7 separate regions of the Mus musculus genome follow, and all the other regions are linked to region 6. The links are chromatin contacts, called in public HiChIP or PLAC-seq, Micro-C and promoter capture Hi-C maps. All regions are on one chromosome and are shown on one strand. The core of a region is the stretch at or near the end of the contact, and the rest is flanking DNA. Distances in the headings are between cores, read along the strand shown.

Region 1 (3,083 bases), core at 542-3,041, 940 kb before region 6:
CACAGTTAGTTGAAGTATTACATTGGGATTGTATCCCATCTTGGTTTCCCCTCTCTGGCCAATTCTGTGTCTCTCCCTTACCTTTGATCAACAACGTATTTACTAACATCCCCACACCCTGTTTGTTCAGTTCTATCTCAGAGGCTGCCTTTGAAGAAACACAACCTGGAATAGTTGGTACTAGAAGTTAACAGGCACAGCCATGGAATTTTGGAGTTGTGTTGCTCACTTTCAGCAGATACTAGAAACTCCTAAATGAGAATCCATGGATCAAAGCTAACAATGACAAAATTGCAATTGTTGGTCCTTTCCTTAAGGATGACTTGGAATGGAAGAAATACATTAGCTCATTTTATGTCCCAGAATTTAAAATAATAAGAACATAGTAACTACATGGATAAAGGGATTGGATGAACCTTTCTCGTTGTTTTCCACATTCTTATTGGTATATTGTTTCATTGTTATATTTTATTGCTAGTTCTTGCCCATATCTTACTGTACTGATTTATAAATTAAAATTTATAGAAATACAGACCAAGGGAAAACATGTATGTTTTGTTATTTATTGGGATCTCTAAGCCCAAACGATCGTTTGAAAAAAGATTTATTTTAAAGGCTGGGAACATGGACGATGTCTGAGCTATTAAGAGTGTGTACTGCTCTTGCAGAAGACTTGAGTTTGATTCCAGCACCATGCTGAGTAGCTAAAAACCATCATTAACTCTAGTTACTTCTGGCCTCTGTGGGCACCAACACTCGCATTGCCCATACTCGTACAAGACACATAATGCACATAATTAAAAACAAAAATAAACCTTTAAAAAAAAAGCCAGAGACTGTAGAATCACTAATTAAAAGTGTGGAAGCCAGGACATCTCTTTGGAAACATGTCTGACTCAGACAGTGGACAGTGGAAGAGCACTGAAAGCACAGTGCTTAGGCATACAGGCTGTAGCATTCTAATGTGGATTGAATACAGCCAAAGTGGATTTTGGTACACTAGGAAAACAACGCAACAAAATGTAGTGGTGACCCATATTTTTCTTCTTTATTTTGTAATTACTCGCAAGGCTGGAAGACCAAGTACAGGAGCCTTATTCCAGGCTCACTGAGTTTTTGCAGATACAATATTTGAACCCATTGACTGCCTAGTCAGGAGGGCCACGACTGAGTCCGAATCATCAAAAGAAATACAGAAAATCAAGACGTACAAAGCAAAGGGAAGATACACAGTCCTGCACCAAATCATATCCCTTCAAGCTGCGTCTGGACATAAGCCATTTCTTCTTTTGCATTTAAAATGCATTGTAAATCAATTTTAAAGAAGTCAAGCAAAGGTTTATTCATGTTCTGTAATTAGACTGTAAAACCACGAGCTGAGAAATATGGCTTTCACTGGAACCAGAGTGGAAAAGCATATTCTTTATTTTCTTCAAAAGAGCACCCTGCACATTCGGAATCAGTTTCTTTCTTCTTCTTTTTTCAAAAAGCTCTTTGGGCGCCCTAACAGAACATTCTTTTAGAAAATGCGTTCTGAGGTTCAGTCTGGAGGTTTATTTTAGATGTGACCACCTGTGTGAAATGCAGGGGTTATTTTCAAAGGAGTTCTTTCATTTGTCTTTGTGGGAGAGAGGGTGCCTCAATCAAAATGACATCACGTTTGTGGGGCACCTGTGAAACAGGGCAGAAGTTGGCTCCCGTACAAAATACTTTGTTTTCCTTTGCTTTGCTGTGGTTGTTAACTTGATTTCTTCTTTCCATAAATTCTTTAATTGGTTTAATAAAATATACAACAAGCTGTGAATGCCCCCTTTCTCTCGGTTCCACTGTGCACGTTTACATAGTGAAAGAGAGCTAACCCCAAATCACAGTTTGTTACAAAAAGAAACTTTAAAGGTTCAGAGCAGCTAGGAAATATTTGAAAAAAGAGAAAATTAGAGACAGGAAGGGATTCTTTGATAATAATTTTCAAGTCTACATTAGTTGATCTTGCATAAAACCTCCTCAGGCACTCTGTAGGCAATGAAGAAGCTATAACCCTCTTTATTATCTCTGAAGCATGTGAACTTTTATTGCCGGAGGTGTTAAGCTATTTTTTTTTTTTAAAGGGCAGAACAGGAGACAGGGTTTTATAATAACTATTGCTGTGCCCGAGGGTAATCAAATAGGTGGGGATTGCTCCAGGTTGATGCAAGATTATAGTCCTGTCCAAGAAAGCCTTTCCTATTCTTTGGATAGGCTCTCTCATGGAATGATTAGAAATAGGGTACAGGATTTTAAAGTTTCAGATCACTTATATGACTGAGAGTATCAGTGATCCCTCAAATGATTTCAGATTGTTATTAAAAGGTCAAAACTCCAGTTTTGAAGCACAATTGTACTTCTTATCCACCCCCCTCTCTCATCCCTTCTATCTACATCCTTATCTCCATCTTTCCTCAGCATCTTTTCACCTAGTATTTTATGTATTTCATGGAAGTCCAAGGCATTTCTACCCCAAAAGGTTATTTCTTAATACACTTTGTCTTTTGGTTTCTAAATGAGACTTCACAGTTTCCTAGGTCAGTGTAGAGTGGAAGTAGAGGTAAAGGTGTTAAGAAAGGGATGTATCAGTGAAAACAAAAGAGAACAAATGGTTAAAGCCAAGGAAATGACCACAAATGTGAGAAGAGAGCATGGCAGAAAAGGAAAGTACAATGGTTGAAGGCCAGGAAGGAGGGACAGTATAATGTGTTTGATGGAGAACTCATGAGAAACAAAAACTTACCTGGTTGTGTGTGTGTGTGTGTGTGTGTGTGTGTGTGTGTGTGTGTGTGTCTTGATCTTCTGCTGTTGACTGGTACTTCATGTCCCTTATAAGGTAGTTCTATTTATGAAAACCAGTCCCTGGTCAATTTTATGATTGATGCTGGGGTGATATAGAGGGGAATGTAAATGATATAGAAATGGGCATGAATTCTGATTTTATTAATCTACAGCTTATACAATTTGAGGGTTTTGTTTTAAGAAAAATGACTCCTGTTGTGAAGGTTAGGGAAACACAAAACACAACACAAGCATTTTTTAATTATTTTACAACAATC
Region 2 (3,211 bases), core at 544-3,043, 750 kb before region 6:
TTTGAGACATGTCTTTTCCACACATCTACTGTGGTCATGTTTAACCCTTCTCACACCTGCATTTTCCCTGATGCAATGCATCTTTTGGAACTACTGAGCAGCTCCAATGGGGGCTGGTCAGCGACTGTTCTGCCTGTTGTGGCCTGTCCTGATTTCCATGTTGTGTTAGGTGTCCTAAGTCCCAGCTCAACATGCTGCTGAAGTCAAGAACAATTTTTTACCAAAAGTCATGGTGCATTGTTTCATGGGCAGTAATGTACATGTATTTGATATGGTATAGTGATCTCAGTGAGAGTGCCAACTTGGTCTTTCCAGGGCCATCTCTTCCAGATTTTTATTAATATGTTTCTGGAACATATTATGGAACATATCTGGGGTAGGAAAGCTAGAGGATGACATACAACCTTCTTTACCCATGAAAACCTCTACTCACATTACTACCATGTAAAATATGTGTGCACGTGTGTGTGTGTGCGCGCACGCGCACGCACATGCACGTGGCTACATGGTGCATAGAGCACAAGAGATCAAATCCCAAAGTTTAATATATTTATTTCTATAATAATGAAGGAATGAATTTAACTTAAAGGTATTTCTAGTCTCTACCATGCTTCAAAACATGAAGTTTTAGTAATGCAATTACTTTCTCTGTATTTGCAGTTATTACTAAAACTTGTGGTCAATATATTAATATGTATACTGTGATGTCTAGTAAAATGTAGCTACTGTGTCCTTTATATTTATAAATAAATGTTATAAATAAATAACATTTATTTCCATCATATTGTAAATATGGAAATGAATGCTAACATTGAGTCACGAAGTAACAGCAATCAAGGTGGAATGGGGAGGAGTTGACCAATACAATACAATTATGGAGGATTTCTACCGAAGAGGTAGAATTGTTGTACATAGCTTCGAGGGTATAAGTAATAAGAGACTACAGTAAAATGTCAGAAAGGGATAAAATTGCAGTATTTGTTAGATGTCTTTTATGTATAGATTACTTAACTGTAAATTTCCATTATTTAAATTTTAATAAAAGGTTAAATAAGTACTCAAAAAATTTTGAAAATTTAACAATCAACTCTTGTAGGCCAGCATACTGTCCTTCCTAGTTCTAGCAACCCTCTGGGTGTATTCTAATGAGGCAGGGCTGGTCCTTGTTCTCTGAACAATCCGTGCTGTCATTACATGTTGTCATGAAGGCATATGTGAAATAGTAATGTTTAGTATAACGCCTAGTACCATGGTGCTATATGTGGAGTAAATGCAAGAGACAGATGCACTTGGTAAAATGTTTACACATTTGGTATTCTAAGCAACCAATTTTTCACTCTAATAATTCTGAGATTGTGTGCACAGATTTTATACTGTTCAGGGTAGACCTGATCCTACCCTTAGAAAGGGAAAGGGGGAGAGGGCACAAATGACATCATTTCTCTTATGCCCCTCACGTGGTCCTCATTAAGTTGACTGCACAGACTATAAAGAGGGATTTTTAAAAGCCTGGAAAAGTTGAAGGCAGACAATCTCTTGTTCAGAGGATGAAATGGGGGTAAACCATAACATATGTGCCAAATAATATAGTCTTTGTTTATGTAATAATTTATTCTCCTCCATGATTTTCCTTTCCTCAGAACAGACATAACTTAAGGTCACCACTCAGTATCACTGGAAGCTGGAGAGTAAACAGGACCGATGTGATGATTTATTTGGCAGGGGAATGGCTGAGCCCGCTGCACAGTGGCAGCCTCCTCAGTTAGATTACGGTGACGGCTTTGGTCAGACAGGTCTCATGCTTTATGAGGCTGATAGTGTTCTGAATTTAAACCATCCGGCTTGCATCTGGGAAAGCCTGGGTCAGGAAAGGTAAAAAGGTCACTTTTTGTCATAGTGGTTCTCAGAGCCAAAAATGGTATCTTTCCTGAGGGGCTGGCTGGAAAACATTCAGCTTTTTGTTGTAACAGAGGTCTTGCCTAATTGAAAATCTTGGAGATAAAAAGATCTTTCAACAAGATACTTAAACTCATTGACAGATATTTTCCTACTAATTATCAGGACTAGTGGCTAAATATAATGTGCTGCTGTGAATAGAATGAATCTTTACTTTAAAACTCATGGGATCTTTCTCCCTAAAGTCTCCGTGATATTTTCAAACTAAGTAAGGAATTGCCGACCTCCAGTGAACTTCGTGAAATATAGAAGTGGAGAAGTCAATTTTCAAACTTATTTTTACGGAACTCCAGAATTAACTGAACATTTAAAAATTTAATGATAACTAACTTAAAGGTAATGAGTTTATTGCCATATTAGTAATGTTTCTATAACTGTGATAAAATGCCATGTAGAAGGCATAGAAGGAAGGAATTTATTTTGGGGGGAGTGGCGCTGGGCTGGTGGTTCCATAGAAGGGTGTATAATCATCCCTACAGGAAGATATGGCAGCAAGCAGGTATAGTTGCAGGAGCAACAAGCTCGAATCTCACATTTTTAAAAATTTACTTATTTGTTCCCTTTACAACCCAATATCAGCCCTTCCTCTCCCCCTTGTAGCCCCTCATGGAAGCCCTCTCCCCATTCCCCTTCCCATTCTCTTTTCAGAAGGGGAAGCCCCACCTCTGAGTGTCAACACCCCTTCCAAACACACACACACACACAGATACACACACACACAGATACACACACACACACACACACACACACACACACATATAGATCAAGTCTCTGCAGGATAAGCACATCCTTCCCCACTGAGGCCAGATAAGGCTGTCCATTTAAAGACACAGGATCCATAGGCAGGCTGGCAAGCAGGCAGGCAGGAAGGCAGGAAGGCAGGCTGGCAGGCTGGCAGGCAGGCAGACAGGTAACAAGCTCACAGACAGCCCTTGCTTCAGTTATTTGGGGGAACTGCATGAAGACCAAGTTGCTCATCTGCTCTGCAGGGGGTCTATGTCCAGTCTGTGCTAGTTCTTTGGTTGGTAATTCAGTCTCTGGGAACCCCAAAGGTCCGGGTTAGTCTGTTGGCCTTCTGGTGGAGTCCCTGTCCTTTTTGGGCCCCTCAATCTTTCTCCCAACTCTTCTGTAAGAGTTGGGAGAAACTCTTCCCAAGCTCCAACTCATGTTTGGGTGTGAGTCTCTGCATCTCTTTTGATTGGCTCCTGAGTGGAGTCTCTCAGAGGACAATTGTGCAAAGTTCTGACCCGCAACA
Region 3 (3,123 bases), core at 387-2,886, 900 kb before region 6:
AGAATTCTTGGAAAGTTTTAAGGATGATGCTTCACTGGAAATCAAAACAGAGCCAGTTTTTCTTGTGACTTTCAAGCAGATGAGCAGCAGATGAAGATATTGGCATGTATTTAGAAGCCGCGTTAGTTCCAAAATATGTATTTTTAAGTACTTTAATCGCACTTAAGGGAAAATCATATCTGCCTATTATAACTCTGGGGAAATTTCTCATGGGGTGGAAGGCAAGAAAGATTGTTCTTAGTTAAAGTCTCATCTGCAAACTCAATTCCTGAACTTTATGTCTAACTTTGTATAATTTAGATGCATAAAGAGTATATCTCCAAGGTTCTCGCTGGAAGAAATGTCAGTTTCTATCATTAAGAAGGAGCATGGAATTCTGCAATATATTCTATTGGATGACAGTTGCAGGACTCCTAGAAGATTTGTACAGAAGGGATGGGAGAACATGTTCTCTATCAGGAGACAGAGTTATTCTTGCGGAGGGAACTGAGGAAGGCAGGGAATACGGCACCTTAGGATAAAATCTCGAATCAACCATATTGAAGCTGAAGGTCTAAGTGAATCAACTTGTATTTGCCAATTCAGAAGGCAAAGTTAAGGTAAAGTCTTAAAATATAGAGAGCTCAAATGCACTATGGCTGTCCCCAAAGGGTTAGAAGACCTATCATAGTTGATTGCTCTGTAAATAGCAACCACAGCAAGAGAAGATCTGTGCCTGGGGAAATTCTCTTTGTTGAAATTTTAGTGTTACATGGCAAAGTCCATTGGCTGTGGGTTGTTGTATTAAGTCAGGGTGGCCATGATGCTTTCCATTGTCTTCAGCAGTATATCTTTTAATTCTTTGTTCTCTGGTCAGTAAGTTGAAGTCTAACCTGCCAAGAAAATAAACTTCTACTAGTTTCTGGGTAGAATGTGAAAAAAGTTGTTTATTTCATTTATTCAAAGGAATCTTTGCTCTAAGGTGGCCAGAGGAAATAAGAATTCCAGTGAATTTTGTCCTTTAGACACTGTTACCTAAAGGGCATACTTATCAAGGTGCCTTGCCCACCATACTGGGATCCAAGCTCTGCTTTAGGGCATTTATTTCTTTGATTAAGAAGATGTGACATCATGATAATCAAGAGTGCAGATGCTTTGACAAGTCAATGGTAGGGTTTTCATGTTGCCTCTGGCTTATACCTAGAAGAGTCAGTGAAGAAATCTGCATGGGAGAATCTTCTGTTAGAAAAACCACTCAGCAGGACTTCCCAGATTTAGGCCTACATTTTCCCCCATTTGGGTGAATGCCAAGAAAATCATTAACAACTCACTGTGTGTGTGAGTGTGAGTGTGTGTGTGTGTGTGTGTGTGTGTGTGTGTGTATGTGTGTGTGTTTTGATGAAGATTTATTTTAATTTTTAAATAAAGTAATAGCAAATGGGTAGTTTTCAGGGCTAAGTGTTAGGCTTTGACTAGTCTAAGATTTATTGTTGGGCTAGTATTCTATGAGTCAATCATGAGCCCTCCCTTTACATAAAATTAGAATTAACAGTGTTCTGAAATGCATTCATTAAAGTCCCTGGCTGGAGCTCTTCTGTGTTGACAACTTTGATTCTGTACTTTGGACTTTGATCAACAAAAAGAGCCATGTGCCCTTTAACAATCTCTATGACAACTAGTTTCTGATGGGCAGTCTGGCTCCAGAGCTGGGTTTTGTGAGCTCTTTATGGAAAGTGCAGATTAGCTAGCTGATGCCAAGTTGCAGAAGAAAGAGGAAACAATGACTGAGAACAGCCTATGGACCAAGTATTCTGTTAACTGTGAGGCTTTTTCTGTTTTTATTAATGCTCACAACAACCCGAAGAGCTCAGATAATTCAATTTTATTCAATAGATGGTTTCACCGAGGCTTAGCAAATCGTTTACCTAAGCTCACAGATCTAGAAGGTGAGAGACAATGCTTCATCACAGGTTGCTTATTGCTGGAAAGGCTCTTTCAAAAACAATGTGATGGTCTATTGACTTTCCGTGTTTATTGCATTTAAAGTCTTTTCTGCTGTGCTTTGTAAAAATGGAAAATAACTTCATAATATACATGTGATAAAAGTTTTTGAATTGCCATCTTAAAAAAAGCATGTAATGAAACCAACCATTAAAATTTATATAAACTTACTGTATAATAAAATAAAATATTGTTCCAATTTTAAATTAAATAGATCAAAATAAATACCTAGTGTAATTCCCGGAACTGTCAGCTATTCACTATCTGTTCAGTCAATTAGACATTATCAGCTGTTTGTGTGTTCAAGAGATTTATTGAATTAACTGACAGCCTTTCCGTGTTTTGCTTGTTGCTATGGTTACTGGTACTCTGCTTTGCTTTGAAAGCTGCTGTCAGAAAGAAAGGAGCATACACATCCAAACTGGTGACTTTTCCAGTGAAAAGGCTTACAGAAAGACTGGCTCATCGCTAATTACTTGTAATAAAGACTGGGGAGACAACTGGCCCATAACCAGCTCACAAGAACTCTCCCAGCATGGACGTTTAAGATTTCAAATACAGCCAATGCCAATAACAATCTTTCTGTACAACCTATTGTTTCCAAAATGTGAAGAGTGTCATATAGCTCAATTTCAAGAATGGAGTCTCTACCTTTTCTAAGAATGAGTGGGAATCATGCAGGGGAGGATCCAGAAGGGGCTTAAGTAACTCTGAGAGAATCACTACTTCTTGTGTTTTTATTTGTCCCTTAACAGTTTTTGGGTGGCTGTGGTTTTTCCTGATTTTTTGTGGTACAGTAAGATTTTTCTTGCTGCTGAGGTAGAAGAGTTATTACACTCCAGGAGGGGTCATTTTGGTTTAAAGCTGTGTGTGTTTCATGCTTTCTGACCACACAGGCTAGCCGTCACCCTCAATGTGGAAATCAAGTCTTCATTTGTGTAGTTTATGAACAGGGAGCATGAGAGAGAGGGAGGGAGGAAGGAAGAGAGAGAGAGAGAGAGAGAGAGAGAGAGAGAGAGAGAGAGTCCTCAACATGGACTGAAGTCCCAGCTTAAGCCACAATAGACTAGGCTTTCAGTAAGAACAGTTCCCGGTGTTCCCTGTCTAATACTACCCATCCTTCTCTGTCTGCCCCATTGTTTC
Region 4 (3,349 bases), core at 766-3,265, 960 kb before region 6:
CAAAAATATTAGTTTTAGGTTAACACCATTTATTCACCATAAGAGAACAAAAACATTGTGATCTCATTAATGAAACTAAAATTTATTTTGTGAAATAACATCGTACATTCTACAGAGAATCAGAATTAATAGAGTTCACAGGACTATTTTAGGAAACCAATAGTAATAAATGAAGTTACATCTTCCTAAGAAGAACACTCTACTCTTCCATGTAACTTCCTGTTACTTAAACATTGAACTTGGCTTTGCCTTTTTGTGTGTAATGTCAACAGTCCTGTATCTTATCGTTATAGTCACAGTTGGAGTACACCAGACATGGCATTACCATTCCTCCTAAAAGTTGTTCAGTTTAGCTCAACAAGAATTTGTTGCTGTACATTTAGTTAGGTTTCATGTGTTTCCATTCACATTAGACTGTGGACATGTGGAGGGTAATCAAATGATGATCACATTTCTCATATCTTTCTCCATCAGTCCAGGAGGCTGAGATAAATATCTCAATAAAATGCTCTGGTCCTAGGCACATTGCTTGAAGATCAATATGAGTTTCTTCCAAAGTTGTTCAGCAAGCACTGACCAAGGGTCATATGAGCTTCTTATAGACCCATAGACATCCAAGTGGATGAACTGAGTTTTGTAAGAATAAAGCAAAACAGAAAGAATGACAGAGCAGAAGTGAGAGCGAGTAAGAGAGAGCAAGAAGGAAGTTGAAGAGAAAATCAAGTGAATAAAAATGGACCATTTTAAGCATAGCTTCTGAATTCAGAATTCAAAGACCACCCTGTAGAAACAGACTTCAGACACCATAACTGACCAGTTTTATCACTGTAAGCACACTCTGCCTCTGACACTATACACTAATTTTCTGACAAGAAGCACAGTGGTGAAAAACTCAAAGGCCACATTACAGCTTTGGAGAGAAAGAAAGTCCAGTTCTAGAAGCTGATATTCTTGGGTGAATTTGAGGTCATCTGGTCCAGCTCCTTCATTGGATTGTTGAACAGTCTGAAATGAAGGAAAGAAAAACAAGTGGACATAGAGCAGACACAAGTGGCAAGAAAGGGCAGATTATACACGCTATGGGTATTCAGACCTCCATGCATATTTCTAAGAACTCCATTATACTGTTTCCCATTTCTTACGCTATTTACTACTCAGAAAAATGTAGAGTGAATAAAACACATTTAAAATCTATTAATATGGCATTGTTTAAAAGGTTTCAGCTATAAATATAGGAAGACCTCAAAGCCATTTATCAGACTTGATTATGATTGTACTTTGAAGATCTCCAGGGTCAGTTGACTTTGATGCTCACGAGGCAGGTAAAACTGCTACTAATGGCCTATAAAGCACAAGCAGCCACACACTATGGCTTATAATTTGTAACCTTAATTGGAAAGTTGGTATTTAATAAAGTTTAATTGTGAATAATAATTTGCTAGACTTTTACAAGTGGGAGACCATCCAAATACAACTGATTAGAATCTAATTATGTATTTCATAGGTTTAGATAAGATTGCAACAGTGACTGGCACTAAGAGACCTGAGTGGCTGGGTTTTACTTCTTGAAATTAAATGAATAGGTTCTTCATCTTTCCATGGTAATTAGCTTTGCCCAAGCTTTCAAATCATGTGTGTGTGTGTGTGTGTGTGTGTGTGTGTGTGTGTGTGTGTGTGTGTTGTCCGGAACAAGTAGGCTTCATGTATATCACTTTACTATTTGGTTTCTAGTATTAATGCTGGACATTTTCCTTTATAAAATAAAACCAGAGTTCACAAAGAAGAAAAGAGCTACTATTTTTTTTTTTATTTAATAGACTGGTGGCTGTCTTTTAGCTTCTCTTTCTGGACATCAGTCAGTGTTTGAGATGGTCCGGGGCACTTGGAACAGAATGTGGTGGCCTGGCACATCATGTCTCATTTTGTTCTTGGCATTAAATTGACTGACTAGCCTTGTGCAACCATGTCCTTATCCCTCTGGGCTCAATTTTCTCATTAATTGAGTAGGGTATAAGTGTTGACATTTCAAGGTTCTCTAATTTATTGAAGAATCTAGCTCATCTTAGGCAGGCAGGAGCCCAGAGGCTGGATCCCAAGCATCCAGATGCCTCTGATGCTGATTCCTATGCCATTGTGGCCCATGGTGAATTGGCTCCTCCTCCTCCTCCTCCTCTTCTTCTTTTTGTTTTTTTTTTGAGACAAGGTTTCTCTGTGTAGCCCTGACTGTCCTGGAACTCACTTTGTGGACCAGGCTGACCTCAAACTCAGAAATCTGCCTGCCTCTGCCTCCCAAGTGCTGGGATTAATGGCATGCACCACCACTGCCTAGTGTAAATTGACTCTTCAACTCCTGACTCTCACAGAGAAGGAGGGTACAATGGTGTGTCAAACAATGATGTTTTTTAAGTCAATAGGTCATTGTTCTTACAATATATAACAGATTTGAAACTTGCTATTATCTCATGTTTTTTTTGTTATTAAAAGTATATTTATTTCATTTTATTTTTTTAAATTTAATTTTATTTGTAATTCATGTTTTACACTCCATATTTCATTCCCTACCCCTCCACATCCACCTTCCGATTGCTCCACATCCCACACCTCATCCCCACCCCATCCCATCTCCATGTGGATGCCCCTACCCACTACTCCATCTGACCTCTAAACTCCCTGGGGCCTCCAGTCTCTTGAGGGTTAGATGCTTCATCTCTGAATGAACACAGACCTGGAATTCCTCTACTGTATGGGTGTTAGGGGCCTCATACCAGCTGATGTATGCTGTCTGTTTGGTGGTCCAGGGTTTGAAAGATCTTGGGGGTTCCGATTGACCAAGACTGCTGGTCTTCCTACAGAATTGTCCTTCCCCTCAGCTTCTTTCAGCCTTCCCCAACTCAACAACAGGGGTCAGATGTTTCTGTCCATTAGTTGAAATGTAAGTAGGCAACCTCAGGAAATAAGAGGTTGGCAGGACCCCCAGAATGCACCAGAGATGTGGGAGGGGAGAGACTCCCAGGACTCATAGGGAGGGACCTTTGATGAGGTGCGTGACAGTGGGGAGAGGGAACTTGTGGAGCCCACCTCTAGGGGGAAGACAGGACATTTGTGGGTTGCCATCCCACAGTCACATGTCTGATCCATAATTGTTTCTGTCTGAAAGAATTACAGGGATGGAAATGGAGAGGAGCCTGGGGAGAAGAAGGTTCAGAGACAGGCCCAAAGTGGGATTCAGCTCAAGGGGAGGTCCCAGGGCCTGACACTATTACAGAGGCTATGGAGTGCTCACAAAAAGGGATCTATTATGACTGCCCTCCGAGTGACCCAACAAGCAGCTGAAAGAGTCAGATACCAT
Region 5 (2,950 bases), core at 7-2,506, 820 kb before region 6:
ATTTTTTTTTGTTTTCTTTCTGGCTATTTGCTTGTATCTTATGGTTACTGATTTTATATTTTTATGTGTGTGTGTTTATTCACAAGAAATTTCCATCATTGAAGTGCAGTTAAAAAATGAAAAAAATGACCTTTTTTTTTTTTTTAAGGAGTTGAAAGAAAATGCAATAGTGGATGCAAAGAGATGAAGTAATGGTGACATTCAGAAATTCTATGTAGGGGCTATTTTTCACTTTTTAAAAATGTTTTTTCACCATTCCATGTGTAACATGGAAGCTGAATGGAAATGATGGTTTAATGATCACTTATTTATATTTGTCCCTTCTTCTTTTGTAATGATGTGGCTGTTCGTGTTTAATCCTCATAGAATGTTCCTAAAAGCCCTAAGTAGTGAAATGTACTCTTGTGAGGAAAATTTGTATAACACTTCCAGTTATGACCTTGCAAATCCTCTACACAAGGCACAGTGGGAAAGATTGTTGAACACTATCTTAGCCTGTTTATGTCAGGTCTGATGTATAGGGCAGTGTTACGCCTTATGAATATATGACAGAAAGCTGAGTAAGAATCAGACATATCTATTTTGCTTAAAAATATATGTAGTTCAGAAATAAAATGGCTACTCATTTTCTCCATGAGACAACAATCCATGTGGCATTTTTGTTTATGTCTGAGTTTGCAATAGCTTTCTATTATACAGGAAATTTCTAAAACTTCTAAAATATAGGAGACACATTGTTTGGCAGAACCTGAATGAGATACCACTAAAGACAGAACCTTATTATTTTCCATTGTTTTATGTCTCAGAAGTTTTTCTCAGCTCTTTTTATTTCCACATATGGCACAAAGATATCTCCAATAGTTGTAGAGATTTTAGTATGCCAAAGGGAGGTAATGAAGCCATTGGATGGAAAAAGATGTCAAGAAGCACAGATATGTTATCCCAATGTGCAGCTCACTATGTTTCCTGTTCTAGATGAGAAGAGGACTATCCTTTTCACAAATAAAGTTTTCTTGGAACACAGCCGATACACATTTACTTTTGTATTGTCTGTGACTATTTTTGCTCCTTAAGGATAAAGTTCAGCTATTATAAAAGGGAGTGTATGGCTCACAGCCATGTTCAGTATCTTTTCCTTTAAGAGTTGGCTTCTTTTAGACAAAAGACAAAGAAAGATAAGGACAAATTTATACATAGCCACAGGCTATTTTGTGACTCATTATGTTTCCACAGCAAAATTGTTGCTATGTGAAAATGGTTTATTTGTACTTAAATTCTTCAGAAGGCCCCTAGTGGCTGTGAAAGGCTTAGAGAGAATTTGAACACCCTCTTCAGATTGGTTTGGAAAACCTCAATTTTCTTTTCTCTTTCCATCCCTCATTAGTTTTGGGACAAAAACAGGAGGAATAGAGAGAAAGAGAGAATTAAGAGCTTTCCCTTAGCCTCAAATTAAGAAGGAAATGAGGGAGCAGTATGTAGTTCAACCACAATTACATTTATTTGGGGGCCTCCTTTATCATGGTCAGAAATGCTGCCACTGATTTTATGTAAGAATCAATTTTATTTCTAAATTAGAAAATGCTAAAAGAACATTATGCTTCTCTTTTTAAAAATATACTTAATAGAATTTCTGTAAGGTTAGTTATGAAACGATTTCTCTCTTTTTCAGAGAGCGAGGGGGGATTATTAATTGAATTTGAGACAAAGCCCAGGTAGGCATTGTCTGGGTTTTTCTGGAAGAAGCTGTCAATGTACAAGTTCTGTAGGAATGAGTCATGTTTTGGAAACTGGCTCAACTTTCTGAATCACTTGGAGTTTAGATATAGCCATCCAGATTTCTGATTCAGCAGAAAAAGCAGATGTTCCTTTATTCATAGTTTAAAGATATGTAACAAAAGGATTAATGAAGACTCAAACTCATAGCATGAAATTAAATAAAAACATTTGGTTGGTGTTTTGCATTGGTTTATCTGAGGAAGATGCCTTGCAAACATTTTATGTTGCTTACTATGTTTTGATCCAAGTGTGCAGCACATCATATAAATAGGAGAACATAGGAACACTTCTCCATTGCTGGTGGGATTGCAAACTCATACAACCACTCTGCAGTTCTACCTGAAGACCCAGCTACATCACTTCTGAGAAAATATCCAAAAGATGTTCCACCATACCACAAGGGCATGTGCTTCCACTATGTTCATAGCAGTCTTACTTGTAATAGCCAGAAGCTGGAAACAACCCAGATGTCCCTCAAATGAAGAATAGATACAGAAAATATAGTTCATGTACACAATGAAACACTATTCAGTTATTAAAATAAGGATATTAGGAATTTTGCAGACAAACAGATGGAACTAGAAAATATCATTCTGAGTGTGTCAACCCGGACCCAAAATGTCATGCCTGGTATGTACTCACTGATAAGTAGATACTAACCAAAATGATCAGAATACCCAGGAAACAACTCATAGACCGTAGGAAGCTTAACAAGAAGGAAGGCCCAAGTGTGGCTATCTCAGACTCACTTAGAAGGGAGAACAAGATGATCATGGGAGGCAGAGGGAGAGAGAAATCTGGGTGGGAGTCAGAAGAGTACAGAGGAGAGGGGAAAGAAATGGGGCTGGATCCGGTGTTGAGGGAGACAGAAGAGAAGTTCAGAGGGTCAGGAGAATGAATCCAAATATGCAACAGTGGGAGTTGTGGGTTGGGAGTTGGGGGGAAACCTCTGGAAAGTCCTGGAGACCTGGGATGTGAGAGGCTACAGGACTCAATGGGGTGGCATTAGGAGAAGTGCCCAACAGTGGGGAGATGGAGTCTGAAGAGACACCTTCAGTAGATAGACATGGCATATAGTTCAGACAGGGGGCCACCCACCTATCTTCAAAAATTTTAATGGAGAATTGTTTCTGTCTAAAGGAAGAAGATATTGAGTTAAAAGAAAATTGATTTT
Region 6 (3,136 bases), core at 378-2,877:
TCAAGAGCTGTGTTCTGATAAGCATCTCTGGTCTGTGCAAGCTTGGGGTGAGTCTCTTTCCATACCTGGTTGTGTTGGCATGTTAAATGCAGTGACTGAAGTCTGATGTCAAGATGTGGCTCTCATTCTGCACAATATATGGGATGAAATTTCAGTTTTAGTAATGGCAGTACAATCGTCGCATAAAGGTTAAATAAGTCACTGTAAGCCAAACTGATTTCGAAATGGCCCGTAGTACAGTTAAGTCACTCACTACAGTGAGTGTAAGTAAAAGGACACATGAAATACACACCGGGGGATGAAATTGTACTGATAATCCTACCACATGTTTATCACTTAAGATCTATGATCATATTGAATCTACAAACCTTAGAAAAGGAGCCCACATGCAGAAGGGTCTAGGTTACAACTTTAGAACTGTGGTTGGCAGCCAATCTAATTAAAGAAATCCAGGGTAAAGACAAACTCTCTGCGTTAATCACTACCGTTTCTGAAGCCCTGTGTTTGATGTCATTCTCTAAGCAAAACATTCAGAGTCAATAATTACAAGGATATTTCCATATTGGTGTAGGAGGAAAAGTTTGTAATTGTTTCAGTACCCTGAGAGTTACTTCGACATGTCTTGCGAACTTATTTTGTCCTCTCTCTAGAAACTCATACTAGACTTCAACGTAACGGAAAATTCAAAGTCGCCCTTTTGTGAGGGTCAGAAATCCTTTGTATTAACTGTTTGACCCTTTGCTCTTTAAGGTCCTAATGGAGTCTTTTGTGATTCAGTGAAGGGTGTGCTTCTCTATATTGATGTTGTTTACATCGATGGATAAGCCTGAGTAGGGGAAAAAAAAAATTGCGAACGTGAAAGATTCCATTTCCAGACAACATGGAAAGACTGGTAAGTCAAAGAAATCTGAGTTAGGCAGAAAATTCTGCAAGATATCCTGTGAAAGACAGAGGTATGGAAGAAGGAAGGAAGCGAAATACATTTAAGGAAAGACGCGGATTTGTGTCAGAGAAAGGATTCTCTTTGAATGGGACAAGGGATTGCTTGGGGGGATTTCCTGTCCAACCCTTTATTGCCAGGGTCTTTGTGTAGGGCCTGATGCCGCGGGCTCCCCATTGGGCAGTTCCCTAGGGAGAGCAGTCACGAAAAGCTTTTGCGTCTCCCTGGGGCTTGGGATCTCACTTTCTCAGTATCTCTTTCAGGTTGGCAGGAGCATTGAGCCTGACACCTCTTCTGATGGGACGAGCAAGCTCCGTGGTCGCATTAAACACATTATACGCAAGTTCTTGGCTGATGTTATAGAGTCCCGTCCGCTCCTAAGGACTGACCATACTTAATTGCTCTGTGCTTGCTGGCCGCAGCAGAGCCTGGGGACTCCTTTCCCCTAATTCAGAAGTAGCAGCCCAGGGCGGGGAAGAGGGGGTGGGGTGGGGATGGGTGGGAAGGCAGTTGTTTGAGACTGCACAGCGAGGTGGTACCGAGTCGTTGAATGAGGAGCACGGATTCCCCCCACCCCCAGCCGATTGGTACTTCTCATCAGGAAGAAACGCTGAGAGGTGGGAGTGCCTGGCCAGGGAGGCAGGCGGTCCCTACCGCAGGCTGAGGGAGCTCCTTTCCGCCCCTCCGCCTGTTTCCAAGCTTGGGCTCTTTGGAGTGACTGAGCTACGGAGCTCTTCAGGAGCCTGTGAATGAACCCTCCTCCTCCTCTCCCTCCTCCTTCTCGCTGAGTCTCCTCCTCGGCTCTGACGGTACAGTGATATAATGACGGTGGGTGTCACAACCCGCATTTGAACTTGCAGGCGAGCTGCCCCGAGCCTTTCTGGGCGAAGAACTCAAGGAGCGCGGGCGCAGCAGCTGTGAGCATTAGGTGCTGTGGCCAAGCGCTGGGACAAGGATCTGCCGCTACCAGCGCATCCTCTCTCCTCTCCAGCTCTGTCCCGCACTCGCTGCACCCTTCCCCAGGCCACCGCGCTTCCTATGTGATCTTCCGGGGCAACGCGGAGCCCTTTCTCACAGCTCAGCAGTGAATTTCCACCCCGAAAACTGCAGTAAGCCGCCTTTCAAGGTAATCACTTTTCTTTTGTTCCCCCATTTAAAAGAAAGAGGGAAAACTTGTTGGGAAAAGAAAACCGTCCAGCTTAGTAGGGGGAAAGACTCACATTGTAATTGGAAGAGGGCTTTAATTAAAGCCAAGAGGACTAGCTGTAAGGCGAAGTTAGAAAAATGTGCGCACTTTCAAACATGAAGGTAACTTGTTAAAGAGATGAATTCAGATAGACCTTGGTGCTGAAAAAGAGCTAGACAAAAGAAGTCCGGGGTGGGGTAGAGGAAAAGGACAAACCGAATAGGGGGAAGGGATTTTGTAGCGAAATCCTAGAAAAGTCCTGCTATCTTGAGTTGGAGGAATGGAATGGACTCCTCACACCTTGATTTTGTTCTCTTTAAAGTGGTCGAGGCAAAAGTTTGAATGGAGAGTCCCCAAACTTGCCCAAATGCAAGCCCCTGAAACCACCTTAGGGCAGACCACCTGGTTTCCTGGCTCCGTGTGTGTGGTCAGTATCTTTGGTTCCTGGAAAGTCACCTCTGGGCAGCTCCTGACAAGGCAGCAGGATACTTTAGCGGCCCAGGACCTGCACGGACATGACCCTTTCCCCCAACCCCTCAGGCAATGTGGGAGGCTATCTGGCAGGGGTTGGGTAGGGTCCTGGGGCTGCTTTTCTTTGATGACTTGAGGGCTGTCAAAGCTCTCTCACGTTGCCCCTGTGTTCTTTTGTCCTGCGCGTGGTGCTCCCGAGCCAGCCGGGAAGGCGCATTGGATGGGGGTGGGGTTGTTGGAACACCGTAGAGGTCTGGGAGGCTCCTGGGCGGGAAAGCTTTCCCTGAACTGGAGGGGTGTGCAGTATCTCCCCCCTCGCTCTGGAAAACGAAATGAAGGCTTGTCCCCCAATCTTTACTAGCAAACCAGGACCCATAGATTCTCCAGACAAAGGTGGCGTGGAGACTCGAGTTGGGGACCAATTGGTGCAGTCTTCTCGCCTGGATTACAGCAGTCCTCTGTTCCCTTCTGTATCTTCATCCGCTCCCATTTCTCCACTTGAGTTGAGCAACTTTACGGGCTGGTGGAGTGGTTGTGGA
Region 7 (3,073 bases), core at 293-2,792, 720 kb before region 6:
GTGAGAGAACTTTCAATTACACCATTTAGCAATCAAGTTAAAAAGATTATTTATATAAATGTTAGTTATATGTAAATGTTATATGGATGAAAGTATAATAAAATATATGATGCTGGAAATTATTTTTTGTAATTGTGATATTATGCATTATCTGTAATTTCCTATGGATGCTAAGCTCACATATACTAACATTTTTGCATATGTTCACGACTGAGGTAAGGCTTCCTTTGAAAGTATAAAAATAAAATTATTTAACAATTTTTCATGGATCACCTAAGTTAGAATCATAACTCTGCTCATAAATAAGGCTTTACCCTAATTATGGTCTAATGTTGTCATTTAAATTTTCTAAATAAACTTAAAATTTTTTATTTTGTAAAACAATAAAGCAGGAATATTCATTTTATGATTTTGATGTCATCAAATAAGGATATTATGCAAGGCTTTAGGGGGTTTAAATGTTGACTAATTTTATTCTTTCATTTGTTAAAGAAATAAAAGCATATTGGAATTAACACTCATTCACTGACAAATTCATCTGATTTTTCATTTTTCTTGATTTGTTTTCTTTGAGACATGAAGAGAAGATAGTGGAAGACAGACAATGAAGAAATGGGGACATGCCAAAGATCACAAGAGAAGATCTAAAGAAGAGCAACCAATGAAAGCTAACTCCTTTGTTTTATTTTTCATTGTCTAATTGAGATAAAATATTAATATGAAATGCACATGTTCAGTTTCGTTACCATTGTGTGGACTGATGGTTTTCTTGTGTTTGTATAGAGCTGGGTACATACTACCCTGACCAACCCGTAGTTTCTATGATGTTCTAGTCCACCATGTGACTCTTACTACCTCCATCAGCAACTACTATTCTGACCTCAATATCATGGACTGTATTTGTGCATTGTTGACATTTATGCAATAAGTAGTGGTGTGTATTTGTTGGCTTTTAGGGCTGGCTTTTGTTAACTGGAGAATGCCTATGCTACTTTTCCATATTCCTGACTGGTCTCAGTGGTCCACTGCTTCTGGTTGTGTATAGAAAGCCTCATTTACTTCTCTCTTTGATTCCATGTTGTTCAGAATCCTATTAATCCAACTAATCATTTGTACTGTGAAAGATGCTACAAATGTTATGACAGTTGCCCTCTTAAATAAAGTTCATAGTTTTCAAAATGCTAAATACTCTGTATTTCCAAATGCAAGAATAGTATGCTTTCATTTCTGTGTGCATCCTTTCTTTTTCCAGATCTGAGATACAGGAAAATGTAAATAATGCATTATGTGAAATGATATAATATGAAAGTGGGCTTGGCTTAAATTTTTTTCATTTCTGCCATCACCACTGAGCAATTGCCCAAAAGGCCAAATAAGTAATGATCATTCTTAGTTAAAGAAAAATCAATCCAGGTCTTACCTTTGCAGTCAAACAGCAGAAAGTCATTTGAGAATATCACGTGCCCCTCTCTGGGAACTCATGAGTGGAACCCTGGTTCCACTGTGTTATAGATTGTTCTGCTTGTAGAAGCGCCGAGAGGCTGGGATCTGTTTGCAATTACCAAATCAAAATGCAATTAACTAGTCACTGGGAACAAACAATGATGTCTTTAAATGCCCTTTGGAAATGTTAAGCTGGCACTAGGGATCCGGTTCCCATGGTTCGGATGTTTTCACTTATGAGCCTCCCTGAGAAATATTATTCTGAGGACCATGAGCTGGTTTGTCTGGGGAGGGAAGAGGAAGAGAGGGAGATATGTGTCATGGATCTAGGTACTGAGGCTTTTTTTTTTAATCTTTCTTAGAACACTTCAAAGGAAACTTTCCCTGTTTTCTTCATTCTTTTGTTCTGATATCACCTATAACATATTAAATGCATTTCAAACTAGGTATTGAATTTTGCTTCCACGTGATCATTTTTCCTTACAGCATTCTTAAAAGAAGTGTTTCTGATATGGCTGAGATGTGCAATTCTGGATTTTGTTAAGAAAGAAAGAAAGAAAGAAAGAAAGAGAGAGAGAGAGAGAGAGAGAGAGAGAGAGAGAGAGAGAGAGAGAGAGAGAGAGAGAGAGAAAGAAAGAAACATACGTCTTTATGCCGTCTTTCCTTTCACTTTGCCAAAAGATTTCTCTAGCATATGATTTTCTAAATATTAATCTAACTTTGATTAGATACTTGCTATATCTCCCAAATTAATCTTTAATCAAGTTTTGTTAAAAGCTTTTAGAAGAAAATAAAAAGTAATGAGTACTTCTGTAACAGAAATATATTCCATTTTATTGTCTTCATACTTGCCCGTTATAAAAGGGTATCATACGTTGGGATTCTCTTTGTATGCTTTTATATTTTTACGAACTTTGTACTTCTTTACCTACTGCTGTGCTGGGTGTCAAAGTAGCAATGGAATTACCAAAACTAGGGCAGAAACAAAATGCAATTGAATTTAGGATAATCCATGTGCTTTCTCAGGCTAATATTCAACTTACTAACAGGAGTCTATGCTGGAGATCAGAGACGTGTCTATAAACTAAAGAATCCCTCTTCATTTGGTCAACATCTCAGGCCTGTGCTCACTTCGGAGCATTAAATACTTTATGGAAACTGAAGTTAGAAATAACAATTCCCCAAAGAATGCTTTCTCCAGCAGCATAAGCTTACTACAGGCTCTCTCTTCATGATTGTAGACAAGGATCCAAGTGAAAACGGTCAACATGTTATAAATGAAGACAAAATGCCATTAGATAAAATGCAGAGCCTCCTACCTTCATAAATACTCCTAGATAATAAGCTGGAAGGAGAGGCTTGATAGAGAACTCAGTGACCTCAGTGTTCCCTGCTACAGTGTAACTGCACTGGGGGAGATGGTCCAGTCTGAAGCCTACATTGTATTTCTCTTTCTACTCCCAGCTCCCTCCGTGTCAAGTCTGGAGGATACCTAGGAATTTCCACATGAATACCCTGATCCATTGGCCCATGCTGTATTTATAACCCTTGAAAACAGTGATCCTTATGAAATGGGTGCAAACAATGACTTGCTCTGGGGAAACCTCAAATTGGACTTTCAGAAAGGTCA

What was found. Promoter capture Hi-C pulls out the DNA fragments that hold promoters and counts their contacts. A called contact is a pair of places that touch in the nucleus more often than the background predicts. HiChIP or PLAC-seq counts read pairs in DNA pulled down with a chosen protein or histone mark.
Region 1: an H3K4me3 HiChIP or PLAC-seq map of embryonic limb bud shows a contact between it and region 6, with 8 times the contacts expected there. The contact joins the enhancer-like site here to the promoter of Vcan in region 6. A contact is called at or near these places in 6 of 39 promoter capture datasets (the C10 cell line, cranial neural crest, hippocampal neurons and 2 more), 4 of 484 Hi-C or Micro-C datasets (bone marrow-derived macrophages, nephron progenitors and uterus), 8 of 115 datasets of contacts at active chromatin or transcription factors (astrocytes, craniofacial prominence, embryonic forebrain and 5 more) and 3 of 9 other capture datasets (embryonic stem cells, liver and pancreatic islet).
Region 2: a contact with region 6 is called in an H3K4me3 HiChIP or PLAC-seq map of embryonic limb bud, with 7 times the contacts expected there. The contact joins the enhancer-like site here to the promoter of Vcan in region 6. A contact is called at or near these places in 6 of 39 promoter capture datasets (the 3T3-L1 cell line, cranial neural crest, embryonic stem cells and 3 more), 7 of 484 Hi-C or Micro-C datasets (the BV-2 cell line, the C2C12 cell line, bone marrow-derived macrophages and 4 more), 14 of 115 datasets of contacts at active chromatin or transcription factors (bone marrow-derived macrophages, craniofacial prominence, embryonic basal ganglia and 11 more) and 3 of 9 other capture datasets (adipose tissue, embryonic stem cells and macrophages).
Region 3: a contact with region 6 is called in a Micro-C map of palatal mesenchyme, with 2.1 times the contacts expected there. The contact joins the enhancer-like site here to the promoter of Vcan in region 6. A contact is called at or near these places in 9 of 39 promoter capture datasets (the 3T3-L1 cell line, the C10 cell line, cranial neural crest and 5 more), 5 of 484 Hi-C or Micro-C datasets (nephron progenitors, neural progenitor cells, palatal mesenchyme and 2 more), 14 of 115 datasets of contacts at active chromatin or transcription factors (astrocytes, cardiomyocytes, craniofacial prominence and 11 more) and 2 of 9 other capture datasets (adipose tissue and embryonic stem cells).
Region 4: an H3K4me3 HiChIP or PLAC-seq map of forebrain shows a contact between it and region 6, with 9 times the contacts expected there. The contact joins the enhancer-like site here to the promoter of Vcan in region 6. A contact is called at or near these places in 2 of 39 promoter capture datasets (the 3T3-L1 cell line and hippocampal neurons), 6 of 115 datasets of contacts at active chromatin or transcription factors (craniofacial prominence, embryonic basal ganglia, embryonic forebrain and 3 more) and 1 of 9 other capture datasets (liver).
Region 5: a promoter capture Hi-C map of cancer-associated fibroblasts shows a contact between it and region 6, with 10 times the contacts expected there. The contact joins the enhancer-like site here to the promoter of Vcan in region 6. A contact is called at or near these places in 8 of 39 promoter capture datasets (the C10 cell line, cancer-associated fibroblasts, embryonic stem cells and 4 more), 4 of 484 Hi-C or Micro-C datasets (bone marrow-derived macrophages, cortical neurons and uterus) and 10 of 115 datasets of contacts at active chromatin or transcription factors (astrocytes, embryonic basal ganglia, embryonic fibroblasts and 6 more).
Region 7: a promoter capture Hi-C map of second pharyngeal arch cranial neural crest shows a contact between it and region 6, with 10 times the contacts expected there. The contact joins the enhancer-like site here to the promoter of Vcan in region 6. A contact is called at or near these places in 12 of 39 promoter capture datasets (the 3T3-L1 cell line, the C10 cell line, cancer-associated fibroblasts and 7 more), 1 of 15 datasets of contacts at CTCF or cohesin (the NIH/3T3 cell line), 4 of 484 Hi-C or Micro-C datasets (3T3-L1-derived adipocytes, Sertoli cells, cranial neural crest and 1 more), 10 of 115 datasets of contacts at active chromatin or transcription factors (cardiomyocytes, craniofacial prominence, embryonic basal ganglia and 7 more) and 3 of 9 other capture datasets (adipose tissue, embryonic stem cells and macrophages).

What each region holds. Positions count from the first base shown.
Region 1 is chr13:90,678,384-90,681,466 of GRCm38.p6, reverse strand. No RefSeq gene overlaps it. Among named protein-coding and RNA genes, the nearest start is that of Gm35111, 130 kb to the right of the region's middle. Within about 2 kb of position 1,791, at least 5 of the 459 cell types and tissues checked have an H3K27ac peak or open chromatin away from gene starts, as enhancers often do. A contact at or near this core is called in embryonic limb bud, where this site is marked.
Region 2 is chr13:90,489,718-90,492,928 of GRCm38.p6, reverse strand. The region is part of intron 2 of Gm35111 (a long non-coding RNA gene); the gene reads left to right. Among named protein-coding and RNA genes, the nearest start is that of Gm35111, 58 kb to the left of the region's middle. Within about 2 kb of position 1,793, at least 10 of the 459 cell types and tissues checked have an H3K27ac peak or open chromatin away from gene starts, as enhancers often do. A contact at or near this core is called in craniofacial prominence, embryonic limb bud and neural tube, where this site is marked.
Region 3 is chr13:90,642,569-90,645,691 of GRCm38.p6, reverse strand. No RefSeq gene overlaps it. Among named protein-coding and RNA genes, the nearest start is that of Gm35111, 95 kb to the right of the region's middle. Within about 2 kb of position 1,636, at least 46 of the 459 cell types and tissues checked have an H3K27ac peak or open chromatin away from gene starts, as enhancers often do. A contact at or near this core is called in embryonic basal ganglia, neural progenitor cells, palatal mesenchyme and 2 more, where this site is marked.
Region 4 is chr13:90,702,902-90,706,250 of GRCm38.p6, reverse strand. No RefSeq gene overlaps it. Among named protein-coding and RNA genes, the nearest start is that of Gm35111, 160 kb to the right of the region's middle. Within about 2 kb of position 2,015, at least 2 of the 459 cell types and tissues checked have an H3K27ac peak or open chromatin away from gene starts, as enhancers often do.
Region 5 is chr13:90,558,512-90,561,461 of GRCm38.p6, reverse strand. No RefSeq gene overlaps it. Among named protein-coding and RNA genes, the nearest start is that of Gm35111, 11 kb to the right of the region's middle. Within about 2 kb of position 1,256, at least 13 of the 459 cell types and tissues checked have an H3K27ac peak or open chromatin away from gene starts, as enhancers often do. A contact at or near this core is called in cancer-associated fibroblasts, where this site is marked.
Region 6 is chr13:89,741,003-89,744,138 of GRCm38.p6, reverse strand. Vcan (versican) reads left to right here and starts at 1,627. Exons shown (of 15, transcript NM_001081249.1): 1 at 1,627-2,066. All of the region lies in intron 1 of Gm4117 (a long non-coding RNA gene), which reads right to left.
Region 7 is chr13:90,464,825-90,467,897 of GRCm38.p6, reverse strand. It overlaps Gm35111 (a long non-coding RNA gene), which reads left to right. Exons shown (of 4, transcript XR_382721.2): 4 at 575-1,148. Among named protein-coding and RNA genes, the nearest start is that of Gm35111, 83 kb to the left of the region's middle. Within about 2 kb of position 1,542, at least 4 of the 459 cell types and tissues checked have an H3K27ac peak or open chromatin away from gene starts, as enhancers often do. A contact at or near this core is called in craniofacial prominence and second pharyngeal arch cranial neural crest, where this site is marked.